Linked DNA regions of Mus musculus: regions 1, 2, 4, 5 and 6 are each linked to region 3. The links are chromatin contacts, called in public HiChIP or PLAC-seq, capture Hi-C and promoter capture Hi-C maps. All regions are on one chromosome and are shown on one strand. Each heading gives the region's core, a stretch centred on a gene start, on an enhancer-like site or on the middle of the called end of the contact. The rest is flanking DNA. Distances are from core to core; before and after follow the strand shown.

What was found. Promoter capture Hi-C pulls out the DNA fragments that hold promoters and counts their contacts. HiChIP or PLAC-seq counts read pairs in DNA pulled down with a chosen protein or histone mark. Capture Hi-C pulls out chosen DNA fragments and counts their contacts.
Region 1: a contact with region 3 is called in an H3K4me3 HiChIP or PLAC-seq map of bone marrow-derived macrophages, with 9 times the contacts expected there. The contact joins the enhancer-like site here to the promoter of Casp3 in region 3. A contact is called at or near these places in 18 of 39 promoter capture datasets (the 3T3-L1 cell line, 3T3-L1-derived adipocytes, the C10 cell line and 12 more), 4 of 15 datasets of contacts at CTCF or cohesin (the NIH/3T3 cell line, large pre-B cells, pro-B cells and 1 more), 14 of 484 Hi-C or Micro-C datasets (B cells, CD4 T cells, CD8 T cells and 9 more), 32 of 115 datasets of contacts at active chromatin or transcription factors (the 230-238 cell line, CD8 T cells, the NIH/3T3 cell line and 24 more) and 3 of 9 other capture datasets (adipose tissue, embryonic stem cells and liver).
Region 2: an H3K4me3 HiChIP or PLAC-seq map of bone marrow-derived macrophages shows a contact between it and region 3, with 8 times the contacts expected there. The contact joins the enhancer-like site here to the promoter of Casp3 in region 3. A contact is called at or near these places in 12 of 39 promoter capture datasets (the 3T3-L1 cell line, 3T3-L1-derived adipocytes, the C10 cell line and 9 more), 1 of 15 datasets of contacts at CTCF or cohesin (CD8 T cells), 16 of 484 Hi-C or Micro-C datasets (B cells, CD4 T cells, CD8 T cells and 10 more), 27 of 115 datasets of contacts at active chromatin or transcription factors (the 230-238 cell line, CD8 T cells, DN3 thymocytes and 20 more) and 4 of 9 other capture datasets (adipose tissue, embryonic stem cells, liver and 1 more).
Region 4: a capture Hi-C map of macrophages shows a contact between it and region 3, with 2.8 times the contacts expected there. The contact joins the promoter of Helt here to the promoter of Casp3 in region 3. A contact is called at or near these places in 9 of 39 promoter capture datasets (the 3T3-L1 cell line, embryonic stem cells, frontonasal cranial neural crest and 5 more), 4 of 484 Hi-C or Micro-C datasets (bone marrow-derived macrophages and embryonic stem cells), 11 of 115 datasets of contacts at active chromatin or transcription factors (cardiomyocytes, embryonic forebrain, embryonic stem cells and 4 more) and 4 of 9 other capture datasets (adipose tissue, embryonic stem cells, liver and 1 more).
Region 5: a promoter capture Hi-C map of embryonic stem cells shows a contact between it and region 3, with 3 times the contacts expected there. The contact joins the enhancer-like site here to the promoter of Casp3 in region 3. A contact is called at or near these places in 13 of 39 promoter capture datasets (the C10 cell line, the HPC-7 cell line, cranial neural crest and 7 more), 9 of 115 datasets of contacts at active chromatin or transcription factors (bone marrow-derived macrophages, cardiomyocytes, embryonic forebrain and 4 more) and 1 of 9 other capture datasets (embryonic stem cells).
Region 6: an H3K4me3 HiChIP or PLAC-seq map of bone marrow-derived macrophages shows a contact between it and region 3, with 3 times the contacts expected there. The contact joins the enhancer-like site here to the promoter of Casp3 in region 3. A contact is called at or near these places in 2 of 39 promoter capture datasets (the C10 cell line and liver), 3 of 115 datasets of contacts at active chromatin or transcription factors (the 230-238 cell line and bone marrow-derived macrophages) and 3 of 9 other capture datasets (adipose tissue, liver and macrophages).

The regions. Positions count from the first base shown.
Region 1 is chr8:46,950,662-46,953,573 of GRCm38.p6, forward strand. It overlaps a transcript of Enpp6 not described here. Among named protein-coding and RNA genes, the nearest start is that of Enpp6, 35 kb to the right of the region's middle. Within about 2 kb of position 1,465, at least 10 of the 459 cell types and tissues checked have an H3K27ac peak or open chromatin away from gene starts, as enhancers often do. A contact at or near this core is called in bone marrow-derived macrophages and liver, where this site is marked.
Region 2 is chr8:46,933,446-46,936,444 of GRCm38.p6, forward strand. No RefSeq gene overlaps it. Among named protein-coding and RNA genes, the nearest start is that of Enpp6, 52 kb to the right of the region's middle. Within about 2 kb of position 1,631, at least 83 of the 459 cell types and tissues checked have an H3K27ac peak or open chromatin away from gene starts, as enhancers often do. A contact at or near this core is called in the 230-238 cell line, B cells, CD8 T cells and 12 more, where this site is marked.
Region 3 is chr8:46,616,032-46,618,933 of GRCm38.p6, forward strand. It overlaps Casp3 (caspase 3), which reads left to right and starts at 1,260. Exons shown (of 7, transcript NM_001284409.1): 1 at 1,260-1,470. It overlaps Primpol (primase and polymerase (DNA-directed)), which reads right to left and starts at 1,196. Exons shown (of 15, transcript NM_001001184.2): 1 at 1,103-1,196.
Region 4 is chr8:46,293,303-46,296,293 of GRCm38.p6, forward strand. Helt (helt bHLH transcription factor) reads right to left here and starts at 1,369. Exons shown (of 4, transcript NM_173789.4): 1 at 722-1,369; 2 at 183-287. The coding sequence starts at 748.
Region 5 is chr8:46,250,359-46,253,058 of GRCm38.p6, forward strand. No RefSeq gene overlaps it. Among named protein-coding and RNA genes, the nearest start is that of Gm30880, 33 kb to the right of the region's middle. Within about 2 kb of position 1,398, at least 16 of the 459 cell types and tissues checked have an H3K27ac peak or open chromatin away from gene starts, as enhancers often do.
Region 6 is chr8:46,888,940-46,891,871 of GRCm38.p6, forward strand. No RefSeq gene overlaps it. Among named protein-coding and RNA genes, the nearest start is that of Gm39170, 60 kb to the left of the region's middle. Within about 2 kb of position 1,497, at least 46 of the 459 cell types and tissues checked have an H3K27ac peak or open chromatin away from gene starts, as enhancers often do. A contact at or near this core is called in adipose tissue, bone marrow-derived macrophages and macrophages, where this site is marked.

The DNA of each region.
Region 1 (2,912 bases), core at 215-2,714, 330 kb after region 3:
GGCGACAAGAAGGGGATCCAGTTTTGTTCTTTGGCCCACTGACATCCAGTTTTCAAGCGGTATTTGTTGTCTTCTTCTCCAGCGTATATTTTTATCTCCTTAGTCATGAGTGAGGTGGCTATAGTCATATGGGCTTGTACTTGTACTCCATTCTGTTCTATTTATCTGCATGCCAAGTATTTTTTTTTCCTACTATGGCTTTGTAATATACCTTGAAACTGGATCCAGTGATTCCTCCAGCATCTTTTGCCCAAGGCTGCTATGGGTATCCAAGATCTTTTTTGTGCTCCCTTATACATTTTATTTTAAATTTGTTTTATGTGCATTTGGTGTTTTGCCAGCATGTATGTAGGAATGAGAATCTCTTCTGCACTGAGTAAAAGCATCGCCTGTCAATAAATATCTGATGACCAATGAGACGAAGAAGGATTAGAAGGTGGGATATCTGGCAAAGAGAGGGGAACTCTCAGAAGGAGTCAGGAGCAAAAAAAATTCCTCATCTGGACTTGGAGGGAGTTGGACATAAGGAACGAGGAGAGGTAACCATGGCAGACATTGAATAGCATAAACAGGTTGTGTCACGAGCTTGTCACAAGCCTAGCTGAAGGCCTATGTGCATATTCATAAATAAATAAATAAAGCCTGTGGTGGCAATGGCAGGAGTCTTTGAAATCTCTAGGCCAGGCCCCAGTAACAAAACCATGTCTCCTAATTCTCCCCGAATAACTAACTGGAGACCAAGTATTCAAACTGCGACTTATGGGGGACATCCCAGGAACCACACTCACAAAGACACAAAGGGGTAAAAAGAGTTGAAAACTTTAAACATAAAGTTGGATTGGAATGCCCATTTGCATATCCCCTGTCCTGGTTTGAATTCCTCGGGGCAATATCAAACACAGAATGTTACATATTATCTATTTGGTCTCATAAAGGAAGATAGGGTTCACCCTGACCTAAGTGGGTATTGCACATTATGTGTAGGTTTTGAACGACAAGCCACGTTCTATGAAAGCGACAAGTGAATGTGAGACGAAGTTGTTTGCTATAATAAATACTCGTGACACAGTGGTCATAAGCCCTTAAAACTATGAAAACATTTCTACATTACAGAAAGCCCCTTTCTGTTAAGCTTTCTGATGACAAGACAGAAAAAATATCTTTGTAAATACCTACTGAACTACGCAATTTCATTGTAAGATGTAGGTGGCACTGTCCTGTGGGTCAGCTAAGGCCAATGTGTGTGGTGGAGCGCTTCCATTTCTGATTTCTGTTTTGGCTGTGAGTTCCAGCTGTGCTACGCCCTTCCAGCGTAAGGGAAGAAAGATGTAAAGAAATACTTTGAGAGCCATGTGCAGGTGTCTTATGAAACATAGCTCTGAAAAGATGGTTTTGAAGTTCCTTTCCACTCCTGTAGCTGAGCTGCTGCCATGAGAATTCTCACCCCCAGTGACCGACCGGCCCGTCTGACCTCAGACAACAAGCCGGAGTGTTTTAGTTACTGTCAAAATCTACTTTCACTTCTGGATCTTGTGAAATTTCAGGATCATAATCGAAATGTACGAAGGGAAAAAAATCCACTTTCAATAAAAAAATTATTTGGATAAAGGATTTGAGATACGATTTTCATCAGTGTGTGCTTTTTTATTATGCATAGTACATTTACTATTTAAATCACATTCTTGGTCTTTATTTTTATGGTCCACTTAAAATTATTGCTAATGACTTCTTGTGATCATAAACTGTTCTGGTCTTGTTTAGTAAGAATTGTGTCCTGCTTTTGTGGGTAAGGAAGTATGGACAGTATTTTCTTAGCTCTAGGAATCCTGATAATGTCTCCTTGCTTTCTCATGCAAGCAATAATATTGGCTTCCCGTAAACATTTCATGCCATACACCACGTTATGTTCAAAGTTCTAAATATACTTCCAGCGTCTCCTGGCAGTTATTGATGTGGGTCAAAAGGCTGAAGCCCACGGATTTTGCATTTCTCTCTAACTTTAAAAGCGTTGCAGTATTGACTTTGGAAAATAAAACACTTCTGAAAGAAACAGCTTTCATTTGAACTATAATTAATTTGCCTTGGGCATTATGGGGGCAGATATTTTCCATTTCAGAAAGTTGTTCTAATTTTTATGGATGTTGTTTTAACTCAGTTGTTCTAGATGGTTCTGTGTTCTCTGACATCTTCTCATCACTCTTCCTTGTTATCCAGTGCTGCACTTCCTGGGGCGTGGAGGGGGCGGGTTGCGCTCTAGTTAACGGTGAAGGACTGATTCCAGCTGATGGTTATGGGAATAGAGCCCACCTTGGCAGGGATGGGGCGGTGTTGATGCTCCTCTTCCAAAGGTCCTGAGTTCAAATCCCAGCAACCACATGGTGGCTCACAACCATCCTAACAAGATCTGACGCCCTCTTCTGGAGTGTCTGAATATAGCTACAGTGTACTTACATATAATAAATAAATAAATCTTTTTTTAAAAATTTAAAAAGATACAATGAAGACAGAAGAAGAAAAGAAGAAAACAGACAAACATTTAAATATATACAGCATACAATTTTGTATAAATAAATCTATTTTCTGTTCTATTTACATATTAGAATATTCCATGCATGTACATATTTAACATCTAAATGTTGAACATATGTTAAATGGCTTTTAAATACATATTTAAACTCTCTGTTGCTGAGATAAATACTCATTTTTTAACTCCACTGGTTTTGTTTAAAACACTTTAAACACTCCCCTACACCCCCCACTCCCCACTTCTGCATCCCTTGAATTTCCACTGAATTTACCTTTGAGTTAGTAATATGAACAAACTTGAGAGGTTTGGCTGACCGTGGCAGTGCAAGCTGTAGACAGTAGCTCGATACAAACCTAAGATGGGAAGAGAATCACTGCAATAAGCC
Region 2 (2,999 bases), core at 381-2,880, 320 kb after region 3:
CTCCTGAGCAGGTGTCAGAGCCCAAAGTCCAGGTCTTTAAGTCAAACATTTTTTGAAAGGTCCAGTATCACTGTCTGCAATATCATTGATGGAAATAATCAACCCATGAGATATTAGAATACCTGAAATCCAGAAGAACTGCAGAAAAGGACCTTTGTTCAAGGACAGAAGTGTTGGGGCTCAGGGAAAAAAAAGATACTTGTACAGATGACTTTAGGAGCCCCTGGATAAACAGAACAGGTAGGGGTGGGGCAACTAGAGAAGGTTTCTATGAAGTCCATTATCTGCCTAAAAAAATCAGAGTCACCCAGGAGGAGCAAAGTCACCTTGAAACTTACTCAAATGTCATCAGCCAAAGAAGAATCAACTTATCACGAGGCAGAGGCAAACTTCCGCATCTCAGCTGCTATGCTGAGGAATTTTTGCCATCTACTGTTCTCCAGGCTTGTTCTCCGTTCTCAAAACTCAGAGGATCTCTAAAACTATCCACAACATCCCCCCACTTGCCTCTCACCTATGAGGAAGCTATTTAAACCTTACCTGTTGGGCCCCTTCTTTGGGTTTTAAATTTTGTCAATGGCTCTCGTGCTTACGGATGTTAATATTTGTCATGAGTTTTCTCTCAGCTAACCCTGCATTCATTATAAGCACTATCAACTTCCTGATTCTATTTGTTTTCATGGCTGGGAAATTCAATATTCCCAAATGGCTGTCTTGGTCATCAGCCTCTGATACTTTTGAGAGATAGTAGCATCATTAGGGGATGGAGCCTAGTGAAAATAAGTTAGGCTGTTGTGTCCTTAAAGGGGGTCAATGTTTTCTTCTGTCTCTTTGCTCCTCAGCTCCCATGAGGCGAATCCCACTCCAACTTCTGCCACTTGCTTCCGCCCCCACATCCTCCGTCATCCTAGAACCAATGTGTGTCATCTACTTGTAAGCAAAGGCGAAGTGAAACTGCCAAAATTAGACAGCTCTGTGGGTGAAGGAAAACAGTTTATTCAACCACCAAGGCTGTCTCCTGGGATTCAGAGAAAACAGCATGGATATCGGCAGAGTCCTGCCAGTTAGAAGGAGACATGTTGCAGCGGGTGGAGGGTGGGTTAGCTGGAGCGGCCTGGGAACGAGCATGGGGCTCTGACCCACTGGGGAACTGTTTAAGTTAATAGGGAACTCAATGCAATTTCCGGAGACTGCAGGAGCTTATAAGAAGGTAACAGTTTTCATGGCAAGCAGAAACCCATTTTACAAGATTTCTAAGGAATGCTAAGTGTTGACCTGGCCCAAGTAAGCCTGAGCCGAACCCAGATTGTCATTTTTGGGGAGTCGAGACCCGACACAAATGTAGACTAAAAATCTCTGAAAGTATTGGTCACATAAACCTGGTGTTTACATTGATTTATCTCAGGCATTCTGTCACAGCAGCGGGACATGAGGCATCTCCCCACTGAGGCAGAGGGTCGGTGGCACCCCTAAGAGAAAATCCCGTCTTTACTTCTTCCTATGGATCCTTTGGGCATAAATTCAGGTCCAAATTAGGATTGGCGGATTGGCGTAAGGATCCACAGTGTATCATCCTTCAGGAGGTTCCCATTGGTGTAGATGTGGTCTGGTCTTGGTGAGGTCAGGGTAGCGGCTTTCCCCCTCTTTCCCCACTAGAGGGCAGAGTTCACATCTGCTCCCGGATCTCTGGGGTGGATAAGCCACAGGCTGCATCCCAGCCGCAGTTCTTTTCCTCAGTGCAAGGCAAAGCCCCAAGGTAAGATTTGTCCACACCTTTCTCTTGCTCCTATCAAGAAAATGGCCACGTGTATTGAATCCCATGAACGACTACACAAAAAAGCAAGTGATTCCTTGAAAACCAAGGAAGAATGGTAGAAAACTAAGCAGGTGGTGCAATTAGTGGGAAAAAAAATCCCGTAGGCAGGATGGATTTAACATCGTGGGAACGAGAGAGAGAGAGAGAGAGAGAGAGAGAGAGAGAGAGAGAGAGAGAGAGAGAGAGAGAGGAATGGAGTGAGGGAAGAAAGGGGCACTGTGGTTTCAGCATTTATAAATGACGAAGGTGTCATTTGCCTTCTCCCAATGCAGGCACAGGTGCTTGGGTGACACAGGACCCTTTCTACACCAGGGAGAGGGGGACCGGGCTTGGTGTAGACCTAGGTGAGAAGTGATAGACATCCCAAGCTCTGAGCAGTTGTGGCTTAGGAAAAAAAAAAAGCAATAAAGCAGCAAACATAAATTTACCTGGATCTCGAGTATGATTTAGAGGAGGGGGGAGGGGAGAGAAGAGTAGAGGAGTTGGAAGAGGAAGAAGATGGAGGGGGAGGGGGGAGAGGAGGAGGAGGAGCAGCAGCAAATGGGAAGAAATACAAGAAAGAGACAGCCCAGTGGCTGGGAGAGGACATCAGGTGTCTGGATGATTCTAGAACCCATAACCCGTCAACCAGCCTGCTTTCCTTTGGCCTTCATTTTTTCTCTATTGCGTATGTTTGTTTACGTGCTGTTCCCCTCATACCCGTGGGCACCAAGCATTTACTACGACAAGGATGGACCACAGGAAGTTCCTAACAAGCGGGTACTAGCATGGGCGAGAAAGAAGCTCCAGGAGGGCCAGATAGCTGCGGGGCAATCAGTTTAGCCAGAGTGCCAAACCCCTGTCCCAGACAGGCTCAGGGCCCTCCCCATCTGTTCCCTAGCAGCTCTGGCTCCTGCGGGACCAGCCACCAGCTTAGCGATGGCACTCACAGGGTTCCTGTTCGCTGTTCTGCCTTCGAATCTGAAAACACACTCCAGAGCTTTTCGGGTTTTTCTTAATTTCCAGCCTGATCCTGTTTTGGCTTTGGGGCAATACTGACACCAAGTGTTGGAATCTACAGGGTTGAAAGGAAAGTGAGACCGGGAAGGGACCCTCCACAGGATGGCTACCCACATTACTAAGTGAGCAGGGACGTTCACTGGATGGTGACCTGGGCCATGCTCCCTGCTGTGTGCACAGTGTG
Region 3 (2,902 bases), core at 10-2,509:
TACAGGGCGGCTTCAGGTCCCTCTGAGTCCCCACAGTGAGGAGAAATTACAGGGCTTAGATGAAAACTATCACCTCCAGATGTTTTGCTCTAACGAACTTCTCTAGATGAAGTCAACATTAACGGCAGGAAACTGCTGAGGATACCTTATCTAAGGTATCACTTTGTTAAGAACGTTTAGCACAGGGAGGGGTCCGGGCACAAGGGGTTTCTCAATTAGACCCTTCCTTGTGAACTACAGCCTCCACGATGCACTGCGAGGGTTGAATGCATCCTACTGCTAAAGTCCAACAGAAAATGGCTGATTCTAACTTACTTTGGGAGGGATAATGATAGATCAATTTGTTTCTGGAATCTACATTTAACCACTATGGCTCTTCATGAGAGCAAACCACTTATCTTTTTCTTTCTTTTTTTTTCCCCCCCAAGACAGGGTTTCTCTGTGTAGCCCTGGCTGTCCTGGAACTCACTCTGTAGACCAGGCTGGCCTCGAACTCAGAAATCTACCTGCCTCTGCCTCCCAAGTGCTGGGATTAAAGGCGTGCACCACCACTGCCCGTCCACTTATCCTTTTAAAGCCTTTGATGGAACTGGAAAAAATAAAAAATGTATTATGGAAATGCAAGAGCTTGAATTCCACACGCAACGAACGGTAGACATCTGTGTGGCTACGTGTACGTCAGTCCCTTACATCCAACGAAGCAAAGGCGGTGAAGGCAAGAGGCTGCTCTCTGGAGTACATTTGTCCTTAAGAATATTCTGGGCCCCTGAAATTCGATGCTGATCGCTGTGCTCGTGTTTTCGTATATTATGCAAAAACAAAACAAAACAAAACCCACTTCCCAGAGTCAGAGTCTGAATGAAATAGGACGTAAACCAGTCAGAGATTTCAGTAAGGTAGTCAGGACCTCTCACTGAGGGAGCAAGAGGTGGACGGAAGTGAAGAAAGGCCTCGGTGCAATTGAGAGGAAGTAGAATTACCGAGTGCGGGGCACAGCTCTATTTTCTCCTGCCAGAGTTCTGACTGGCAGAGGCGCCTCCCTAGACGCCCATCTTGGCGCCCCCGGAATCAGGCGTGGCCGAAAGACCTCTCTAAAATTTACCTCAAGTGGCGCAAGTCGGCCGGAGGCGGCAGCTGGCGGAGCCAGAGATGGCGGGAACCAGAGCTTGAAACCCGCGCGAGGGGGCGGAGCCGGAGGGGGCGGGGCCCTAGGCTTGCCCTGGGTGGGCGGGGCCTGCGCTACGAGACGGGGCTCAGTCGGGGCTGAAACCACCAATCGCGACTGGCGTGTGCGAGATGAGGTGTTGGGGGGTGTGTGAGGGGGGATGGGGCGGGGAGGTAGAGAAGGGGCGTGGCGTGGGGCGTGACCGGCGGTAGTCTGCTGTTGCTGCTGCTGCTGCTGCAGTTGCAGTGTTGGTGCTGGTGGGATCAAAGCGCAGTGTCCTGCGGCGGGGAGCTTGGAACGGTACGGTGAGTGTCTGCTGCTCTCGCGCCTTCGAAGGCCTGTGTTGTCCCCCGGAGCTGGCGCTCTTTTGGCGGGTCTGCAGCTCCTTGGAGGAGGCGGGGGAAACGGGCAATCTGGGCGGAGGATCCTTTGTGTTGCCTCCAGGCTTGCTCAGGCAAACACTGAAGGCAGAGAAGCTGGAAACAGCGCCGGGAGCGCGATCCCGAGCTGAGAACCCAGACCCGGGAGGCCAAACCGGTGTCCCTAAACCTGGGTGAGCCGGTGCGGTGTCCCTAAACCTGGGTGAGCCGGAGCGGGTTCAGACCCCTCGAGCATGGCACACGGGCCGCGCTGAGGCTTAAAGGCGGAGTCAGGGGGGTATCTGGAGATCGCCCGGGGTACAGAGCTTCAGGGGCGGGAGGGGGTGAGGCCATAGTGTGGGGGTGAACCTGGAAGCCGAGTGGCGGGAGGTGGCGGGATCCTGGATCTGCAGGCCGAGGTGTGGACTCGGTAGCAGAGGATGGATAGGGGAAGTTCTGCCCTGGGGCCTGGAAGCTAGGCTGATGCTGACCTTGTGGCGGCTCTAAGTGACCCAGCCTCCCTCTGTTACAAGAGCATTTGATCTCCACCTTTAGTTTTCTCCAGTGCACTGTGATTTTTGGTTCTTGCGGAGAGCTGATTTTAAGCATTACTCCTTGAATACTCCAGCTCATTCCTTTGTTGGTCAAAGTCACTGTAGGAGCTTGCATTGACATCTCTTGAGCCATGCTCGGTTACTGTCCCTTCTTCGCGCTTATTAATTAGTCTGTGAAGTTCGACTTGAACAGCAGGGTCTTTACCTCATTCTCCGTTGAGTCACCCAGGAAACGTCCTTCTCAGGCACCTCTTGTGGACCCAACTTCTTCCGCCGTTAGTCCCCGAGCCTTGTAGACCTACGAGTCTGACAGATTTGTACCTGGCCCCTCTTCGGAGTCTTGTGGACTTTCTACGTGTCTGCCAGACTTGTGCCCACCTCAGGGAACTGAAGCAGCCTCCTTGCAGGTCTCTGTCTCCCGCCCAAGACCCCTCTCCAGTGCTCTCTTTAAGACACGAACAAAAACAGTTTTCTAGATGTTCATGTTTACCCTGAAGGCTTAAGTGTAAAACCGTATCCTCTAAACCGGGTTAGCGAAGCCAAACCCTGGGTCTTGGCTGTCTCCCCCCGCCCCCCCCCCTTTTTAGCAGAATGAAGAAGCTCTCCAGGCAATATTGGATACTGTGTCCTTTTCGGGTTTTCTTTCCAGCCCTCTGAGTCCACTGGCTCACCTTTTCTCCCCCTGAGACATTAGCTTATGAACAGGAGCTGCTACGGAGGTTTCCCTTAGTTAGCAATTCCTAGCTGAATCTTCCCATTCCTCCCTTTGCGGCAGGCATTTCCTGAAAGCAGCCGTGTCATATCCTCTACTTTTGCTTGTTTAT
Region 4 (2,991 bases), core at 119-2,618, 320 kb before region 3:
ACAGCAGACCCACGCACATGCTCTCTGTCTTCTGTAGGGGAGCAGCCAGGAAGATGCTGGCGTCAGAGAGGCTACTGCCGCCCAGAGTGGGGCGAGTTCTCTTAGGCCAGCAGCGTCTGTAGAGACTTTGGGGACTCTGCAGAGAGTGACAGTGGGGGAGTACCCAGCACCACAAACGTTACCTGTTTCGCCAGGGCCATAGGGACTGTCTTGCCCAGCTCGTTCAAGCAGCGGTTAATTCGGTCCCTCCTTCTCTTTTCTATCACTTTATGAGAAACCGGGGTTCTCTGTAAACAGAAAGTTTTGCATTTAAGATGGCTTCGCCCAAGGAGTCATCCAAGGCAAAGCTTCTGTGTTACAAGGGTCACTAATTCGCCAACCCGAAGAGACCCCTGCCCCGCCACACTAGACCAAGAGAGCTCTGTGTCCCCGGACTCAGAGCTCTGTGTCCGTGCTGGCTGGCTCTCTTGCCGTTCAACTTCCCTACACATCCCTGCCAAGGCCAAGCTAAGTGCCAAGGCTCTGGGACGTGGCCACCCGCCTCCCAGAGTGAGCTGTCTCCAATCAAGGACTCTCCTTCCAGTCTCTGTTCCCTTTCCAAACCACTCTGGATTTCTCCACACTTAAAGTTCTGGGTGGCACATCTTAGTCATCTATCCAGCCAGATGTCAGGTTAGTTGGTGAGTCACACTCTTCCACCACCAGAGCGCAAGGAACTCACTTTGCGTTCCTTGAGCCTGTCAGACATTCTGGTGTGCGTGCGCGCCCTCGGCAGAGGCGGTGGCGCGAGGCACTCGTCCACGTTCCACCTCGTGTGCCTCTTCAAGTGTTCCAGGTAGACTGCAGCCTCCCAGGTCCGAGGGGGCTCCCTTTATAAAGCAGCCATCTAGGACTGCAAGTGCATTCTCACGCGCTGAATTATTCCATAGGATTAGGAGTTCTGCGTTTGGAGCATGTATGCATTCAAGGTCAGTTTTAAAGAAGTTGACAAAAAAATTTTTAGCAGCCGAGGGGGGCGAGGTGGGGGCAGATCAGCTTTGTTAATCCACGTGGCTCTTCAAAGGACACGTGATTCGTCCAGGAATAACATTTGCATGGCAACAGGCACCTCAGGAAGAGGGGGCGAGAAACTGGAGCCGGCGGACCAGCGAGCGCCTGCACTCTTAGCCGGCGCAGAGCGCAGGGGCGCAGTGGCTGCGGGCACCGGGGGGCGAGGACCTTCACAAAACAGCGTCGCTTCCTTTAGTCCCACCGCTGAGTCTCACACGATCGCCTGTTTACAAATCCCAGCAAGCCCGCGGTCCCAGCGCCGAGTGCGTTTTAAAGCCTGTCCAGAGTCATTAAAGTAATTAAGTAAGCCTTTAATAGGCTGTTCCGCCGGGTTCAAGGGAGAGCTTCTGGAGACGGAGGCGCCCCGTTTGTTCCCAGGCTTTTCTCACACGACTTGGTGACACGTCCGTCTCCCCCCTTTTTGTTTACACCGCTTTATTTGTCCGGACATCCCGGCAGGTGTGGGGCTGCGGCTGGCACACGAGGCTCCCGCCTCGCTTCGCCCCTCCCGCGGGCCTTTGGCACGCGACTCTCTCCTCCCCCCGCCCCAGTCTCTGACCAAATCCTCTGCTTTCTTTTCTCCCCCCTCCGGCTCTCTCTTCGCGGGGGGAAGAGGCTCAATTTGTAGCCTATTATCCTATAGGAAAATGTCCATTGAAAAGTATGAATAGTTTCATTGGGCTAAATTTTAATAATGCCAAGAGTGGGGTGGAGGACAGACAGGCGGGTGTGTGTGTGTGTGTGTGTGTGTGTGTGTGTGTGTGTGTGTGTGTGTGTGTGTGAGGGGGGTGGGAGGATTGGGGCAACACAGAGGAGAGTGGGCCGAGAAGAAAAGGGAGAATGCAGCTGGCCCAGGCGAGCATTATGCGCCGTCACCTGCATGAGGGGGCGCCTACAGACCCCTATTCATTTGCCTAATTTTGGTCAATTTAACAAACTTCAGGAGAAATTATTGTGGCTTTGTCAGGGAGGGTGAAGCCTTCTGATCGAATTAACAGCATGTTTTGATCCGGTAAATGTCATTAGAAAGGGAGAAACAATCGCGCTTAGAGGGCTCTGGGTAATGCGCCCAAGTGGAGACGCCAAAGCGCACAGCTCACAAAGGGAGCAAGTAGCTGCCACAGGGAACTTTTGTACCCGCCCATCGCCCAAGTTTTGACACAAAAAGGCATTATTTCATACTTGAATACGTTTAATCCAACGATTGTCTATTTTTTGCAAACATATTTTCACAGCATTGTTAACTTTTTATGTCCCCCTCTCGCGGGCGCCTTTTCTTAACGTTTGGGGGCGGGAGAGCGCAGACACTTTGGGCATCAATATTTGTCACTGAAAAGGGTCCCGTGAAGTTAGGGAATTTGATCTCTTTTTTATGGTTTTAGAAAGCGAAATATGGGGGGGGGGGAGGGAAGAGACGGACAGAAACTCAGAAGGAAACTTACTGGACAGGCCCAGAGGGAAGGAGGGGGTGGCAGTTCCTGGGAACTCTCTCTCTTTGCTCGCTGTGTCTTTGCCTTGAGCCTGCTGTACAGCCCCAGACCTCTACCAACCAACCTCTCATTGCTGCCTCTGGGCATGTGGGGGGTGGTGGAGGGGGCGAGCTTTCCTTCATATAAAAACAATAAAAATGACCTTTGCTTTATGACTTTATTCCAGAGTCAGCAAGTTCTCATCTGTTCCCAATCTTTCTCATCTGGGAACAAGGAAAACCACCCTTCAAGTGTCGCCTTAGTCCCTTTGCCCCCCACCGTGGAGTAAATTCTCTCTATTCTGCTAGACAACAGCAGGCCCAAGGCTTATCCCTTTGGGGAGTGCCAGTCCCTTGCCAGAGGTAGGTAGGTAGGTAGGTAGGCAGGGTGGGTCCCTGCAGCACCTAGGAAGCTCCGGGGCGCAAAGCTAGCTGTGAGATGCAGGACTTCTGGAAAGCAGCCGCCAACCTTC
Region 5 (2,700 bases), core at 148-2,647, 370 kb before region 3:
AGGGTAAAAAAATCACGTAGTTTCTAGGCCTTTCAAATAAAATCTGTATTTTAAAATAGCTGCAGGTCAAGCCTTTGTGGGCTAAAGCCTGCATGTTTGTCCCCCCTGCTCTCCATGTGAACTATAGGTCTGGGTGAGACAGGGGTCTGGTATAGGCCATTTCTCAGTTCTGCTTGCCTCTACCTCCTGAGTGCTGGGGTTAAAGGCGTGTGCCACCACGTCCAGTAAGTGTTTATTTTTGTTATCCCTCTATCTACTGGCTATCTAGTAAAATAAAGAAGCCCGAGGCTATCCAGACCATTTGAGAGTCCAGACAATGGAAATACTAAAATCTCTTGCGATCTCTTGACATTTAAGACATTAATTTTGCCAATATCTTCATTTTTAAAAAAAACCCTGTTTTTTACTAAATATCGTGATGTTTAAATCTAAATAAAACCTGAGGATTGATCATCATTTCTCAGGCAAAATGACAAACATTTATTAATTGGTATTGGTCACCTCACTGTTAAGAAATGAGAAGAAAAGGGAGTATGGTAAAGACAGCTTTAGTGTGACACCAAATATTGATTGTATTATTTTTACTCTAAGCTTACACAAGTGCAAAAGAGAACATCCAACCCAGACTCCCAAAGATGTTCTTCAAGTACTGCGCAGACACAAATATGTGATAATTTAATTCTTCACAGACCACTGGGAAAAGCCATTTCTTATTTCTTACCTTGTTGATGATGGCGTATATATAATTTGCCTTACAATTCTCAAGGAAATAATCCTGAAGATGAAAAGGTTTTGAGTTCGTTCTTTTCATTGCCTTGCCAAAGAAAACACGTTCTCTTTCCCCCAAGTCAGCTGCGTCTCTCCAGCCCTGCTAGACTATGAATAAACGCCTTGTTCGTTATTATTGCTGGTCACTCTTACTCACGCCTGTGATTCGAGGATTATGTTTTGATTGTTCTTGAGAGATGAAAACACTTTCTTGCTGGTGAATAAACACAGCCACTTTTTAAAATATTTATATGAGGACTACCCTTCAAGCCATTTGAGATGCCAGAGCTTTAGGAAGCTGGTTTTCAAAAAAAAAAAAAAGGCTCCTTCCCCCACCTCTGCTTTCTTTCCTGCCAAGCAGTCCCATTGAAAGGCTTTTCAGATTGACCTTGTTTAAGCAATCCCAGTGTTTTAGCGTAATGAATAACTTTTTAGCGAGCACAATCACACACAATTCAACATGCCGGTATTTCTATCTCTGTGCTCCACCAATGCAGGGATTCTGTGGTAGGATCTCTTTCTCTGAGAAAGCTGGGACAATCAAAACCCCGATTAACCTCTGATATTCACGTGGGGGCTCTTGATCGTGAGGACCAGCAGCAGTAACAAAGCGTTAATGGCAGCCATATGCTTAGGGCATTGTGGGTATGGGTGACCCAGATGTGAACTTGTGGGGGGTGGGAGACTAGCTGCTGTTTCTTTCAGGTTCGGTGAAAACTGATGAAGAGTTTCACTCGCCACTTGACAGATCCCCCCTGATGAAGATGGAAATGTCAGAGACACCCCAGCTCATGCCCACGTTTGAGTTCGCATTTTCTCCTTCCTTTGTAAATTTTTGTTCTTGCTTTTGCTGCAGAGAATGTGCCCCCTGAAAAACCACTCACAACTTCCCTTCCCTGATCCTATAGCTCACGTTTTAATATTTTATGTGACAAAAGATTTTTCAGAATAGCAGAGTTATTTATTTATTTATTTATCTTTAAGTAGCGTCTTTTCAGGTTAAGCCAAGGAAGAGCATTTTAAGATATTCCATATCTCAACTGCTGAAACAGAGACTTGGAAGGGATTAATGGATGCAACGAAAAGCATAAGGTATCTGCCACGTTGGGAAGAAATCCACTGAGAGTGTAGGTGCGTTCTCCCCAAATGTACCAAGTCTACAGTCTGTTATTTCCTGTCTTGTGTGGAGAATTCAAGGCAGGCGCACCGGACGTGAAAGCTCTCCAGGCTAGCATTGATCCACATCGCACACACCCCTGAGTTCAGCTGCAGCAGAAGTGATGCCCTTCATTTACGGGGCGTTTACTGTGAGCCCCACACACGTCATGCTAGGAGCTCTGTGTACACTGTGCAGTTCAGCAATCGAGCGATCTCTAGGCTCCGTTTCTCTGACGTTACTAATTGTCCCCTTCCTCTGCCAGACTGAATGATTCTCTTGCCGGAGTGATGTGGCAACGGCTCCTTCCTGAGCCATGTTTCAGGCAGCCGGGATGATAAGTTACGACTCAGACCTTCACTTACTAACTGCGGGCTTGATCCCTTCCCTAATGTGTCCTTGCCCGGGGTTTCTCCCCCACAAAATGAAAGTGTATACCGGAAGATCCTCATGGTTCCTTCTAAGTCTAGCTTCCCGGAAGCCATTCAGATTCTTAGAAAGAGTATGGGAAATCTAAAGAGGTCAATCGTGTACCTTTATAATGTTCTCATAAAAACAACTATTTTCCTGGTAAATAAAAAGTCACCACCCGATAAAATGGAATAATAAATAGATTTTAGAATCATCTGATTGAGACCAATATTTTAACCGAGTGTTTTCTGTGTTCTAAAAACCGCATGGTAGGGGCAGCAAGGTGGCTCAGAGCATAAAGTGATTGCCATGTAAGCCTAGCAACGTGAGTTCAATCCCCAGAACCCGTGTGAAAGGAGGAGGGA
Region 6 (2,932 bases), core at 247-2,746, 270 kb after region 3:
GTTCACTGTATGTAACTCAGGGAACCAACATGGGAGGGACCCAGTTCACAGATGCATGTGAAACAGTAATGTGGGAAGCTTGCTTCTTAGGGGCCAGTGTCTGATTTCATTTTTTCTTGCACGGAGTGGTTATTTGCAGTCTGCTTTCAAAAAAATGTCGATCCAGTGACAGGCAGGTCTGCAAATAGAGGATGCTTAACAGCCTCCTCCTGTGTTGGGTGTACCAAATGACTCTACTGTTGGCCTGACAGTGATCTTTGGGTCACAGAGCCTTGTCTTTAGGGACAAGGCTTTGGGAAGCATTAAGGGCATTTGGAAATTATAAAGGACTTGGGTTAGGGATTCCTGATATTGCAGAAGGTGTCCTAAAACTGTAAATAAATACACACATTGGAAACTGTTAACAAAGCCTTGGCTCCAGGGGAGTTTGGAGAATTCGCTCACTAATGGTGTCAGAATGCACCCTTTCTCCTTAAAGTGATGGCAGTGTCTGCTGGTGGCTCTGGCTCCAGGGTGTTACCAGGCCATGTCCTGCTATGTTTTTCAGGTACAGCAGGTACCAGGGGGCCTCTGCTCAGTTCATTTGGTGAAAGCAAAGGTTGTGTGTGTGTGTGTGTGTGTGTGTATGTGTGTGTGTGTGTGTGTGTGTGTGTGTGTGTGTGTGTTGAGGGCCAGAGGACCTTGGGTATTATTCTTCAGACACCATCCTCTCCCCACACCTGTCTTCTTCTCCTTCCTCCCACCCTCTGAGCAAGGTCAGTCTCTGACAGTAGGCTAGGCTAGGCTGGCAAGCTCCTGGGATCCATTTGTCTTCATTTTCATCGTCGATAGGCTTCCACTGTGTAAGTGGTTGCTCGTGTGCAATAAAGCAGATGTTGTTCTCTGAAACTTCTCCGGAGTGGTTTATCGCTGTGCCTTTACCCCCAGGCATTGCTGTCTTGGTGGGTGTATGTATCCCTCCTGTAACATCAGCAGTCCCCAGCCCTAAACCAAAGCTACCCCATTCAGCTGGATTTTTGTTCCCCTTGAGGAATCTATCATTTGACACACACAGTCACAATATAGAAGGGTGTGGGCATCGGTCCCAAACCTAGAGGAACACTTTTTTTTTTGTTAGTTTTGCTGGGTCAACAATCCTAATTATGTGAAGATTTCAGCGCAAGTGAACTCAGGAGTCTTCATTGTGTGGGGTTTCTTATTGCTCAAGTTTACATGTTGGTCTGATGCCTATGGGTGAGTTTTATTGTTAAATTATGACTTCCATAATTTAAATCACATTAAAATATACAAAAAAGATGGAGGACAGAGCAAATTTTCTAGGTTTCTGGTTAAATTCCCAAGTTATCTAGAATCTTCTACCACCCAGAACACTGGCTCTAGGGCTCAGAGGGAGGGGTTAGGCTCCAACACCTCATTCAGCCCACTTGGAGCTGAAGGGTCCAGAACTGTGGGGAAGGTTGTTGTGGGTGGTGGCACTTGCTGTTCCACACTTGAAAGAGGAACTCAACTGTAAGGCAGGAAAGCGACATTTCAAAATATCTGTGATGTCCATAGAGGGTCACAAGGCAGTCTGCCTTTGGCATCTCCTACGAATCATCAGGAGGAATATCTTCTCTGGAACACTCGTCCCAAAATGAAGGGCTGGCTGCTGCCGCCAGATTTCAAACCTGCTGTCTTTCAAACAAGGGTGCTAAGAAGCAAGTGTGTGGGACTGTCAGGTTCAAGAGAGACCTCCCTTCGCTTTGTTGTTGTAGCTGCTTGAGCTGCTTGGTAAAATCTGGTTTTACCCAGGAAGCCTCCTGTAGGGGCAGCTTCCCCCAAAGCTCTGACTCCTTTGTTAGGGTGGCTCTTGCCTTTCACATTCTCCTGTCTTCCACCTCTCGAGTGACCCCTTTCCTTCCAAACAACAGCATGGTTCAGACTCACACAGGAAAAAAAAAATCTTGTTTCAATAAACCTTACAGAAAGTACATTGCTCTTAGAACTCATGCCTTCAGACCCACATCTACTGTTTCAAAAGAGACTAGTTTAGAATATCCATTTTGCATGACTGTGGATCTATCTCATACATAATCACTGGCATATATATATATATATATATATATATATATATATATATATTTTCTTTTTTGGTTTGAAGTTTAGTCATTTGGACCCTTCATTTCCCATTCTCATCCCTTTCCTCTCCCACCTAAACCTCTTTATCCCATAAGCCCTCCTCCTCCTCCCCCGTTCATGCCTTCCCTGTGTGAGGGCCAGTGGGTTTAGAGTTCCTTGCCTGAGTACAGGCGGTAGGGGGTTGTTTACCATAGCAAGAACAACTCATCAGAGGCTACACTTCTGAAGAAAGTGATGCTTCCGACAACCATTACCTGCCAACAACCCCTCAGGATGATGGAGCCCCACGAGCCCCTCCTCCATTATGATGAAATCCATTTGCTGGGCTCAGTCCTAGACGGGTCTTGTGCAGACATCCACAACTTCAGCGAGTTCATGTCTAGAAGACTTCTTTTTGCTCCATGCCACCCTGCCTCCATCTTCTGGCTCTTTTACTCATTCTGCCCAGTCTTCCACGATGTTCCCTGGAACTTGGCAGGGTGTCACAGCTGTCTGAGCTAGGGCTGAGCATCCCGCATCCCACCATCCTTATCGATCATCATGGATTTCTTCATGGACCACCATCCTCTGCTGAAAGAAGCCTTTCAGAGGAGGCTGGGCGTCACACTAACCCACAGGTATAAACACGAACATTTAGAAGGTGGCCTGACTACAGGACCATCCATCAACACAACAGTGCTAGGCCACCAGGGATACAATGTCCCTGTCACTTTATTATATAGTTACTGTTTAGTTGCTGTGGAGAGACACTACAACCAGGGCAACTTATATAAGAAAGCATTAAACTGAGGACTCTCTTATAGATTCAGAGGAT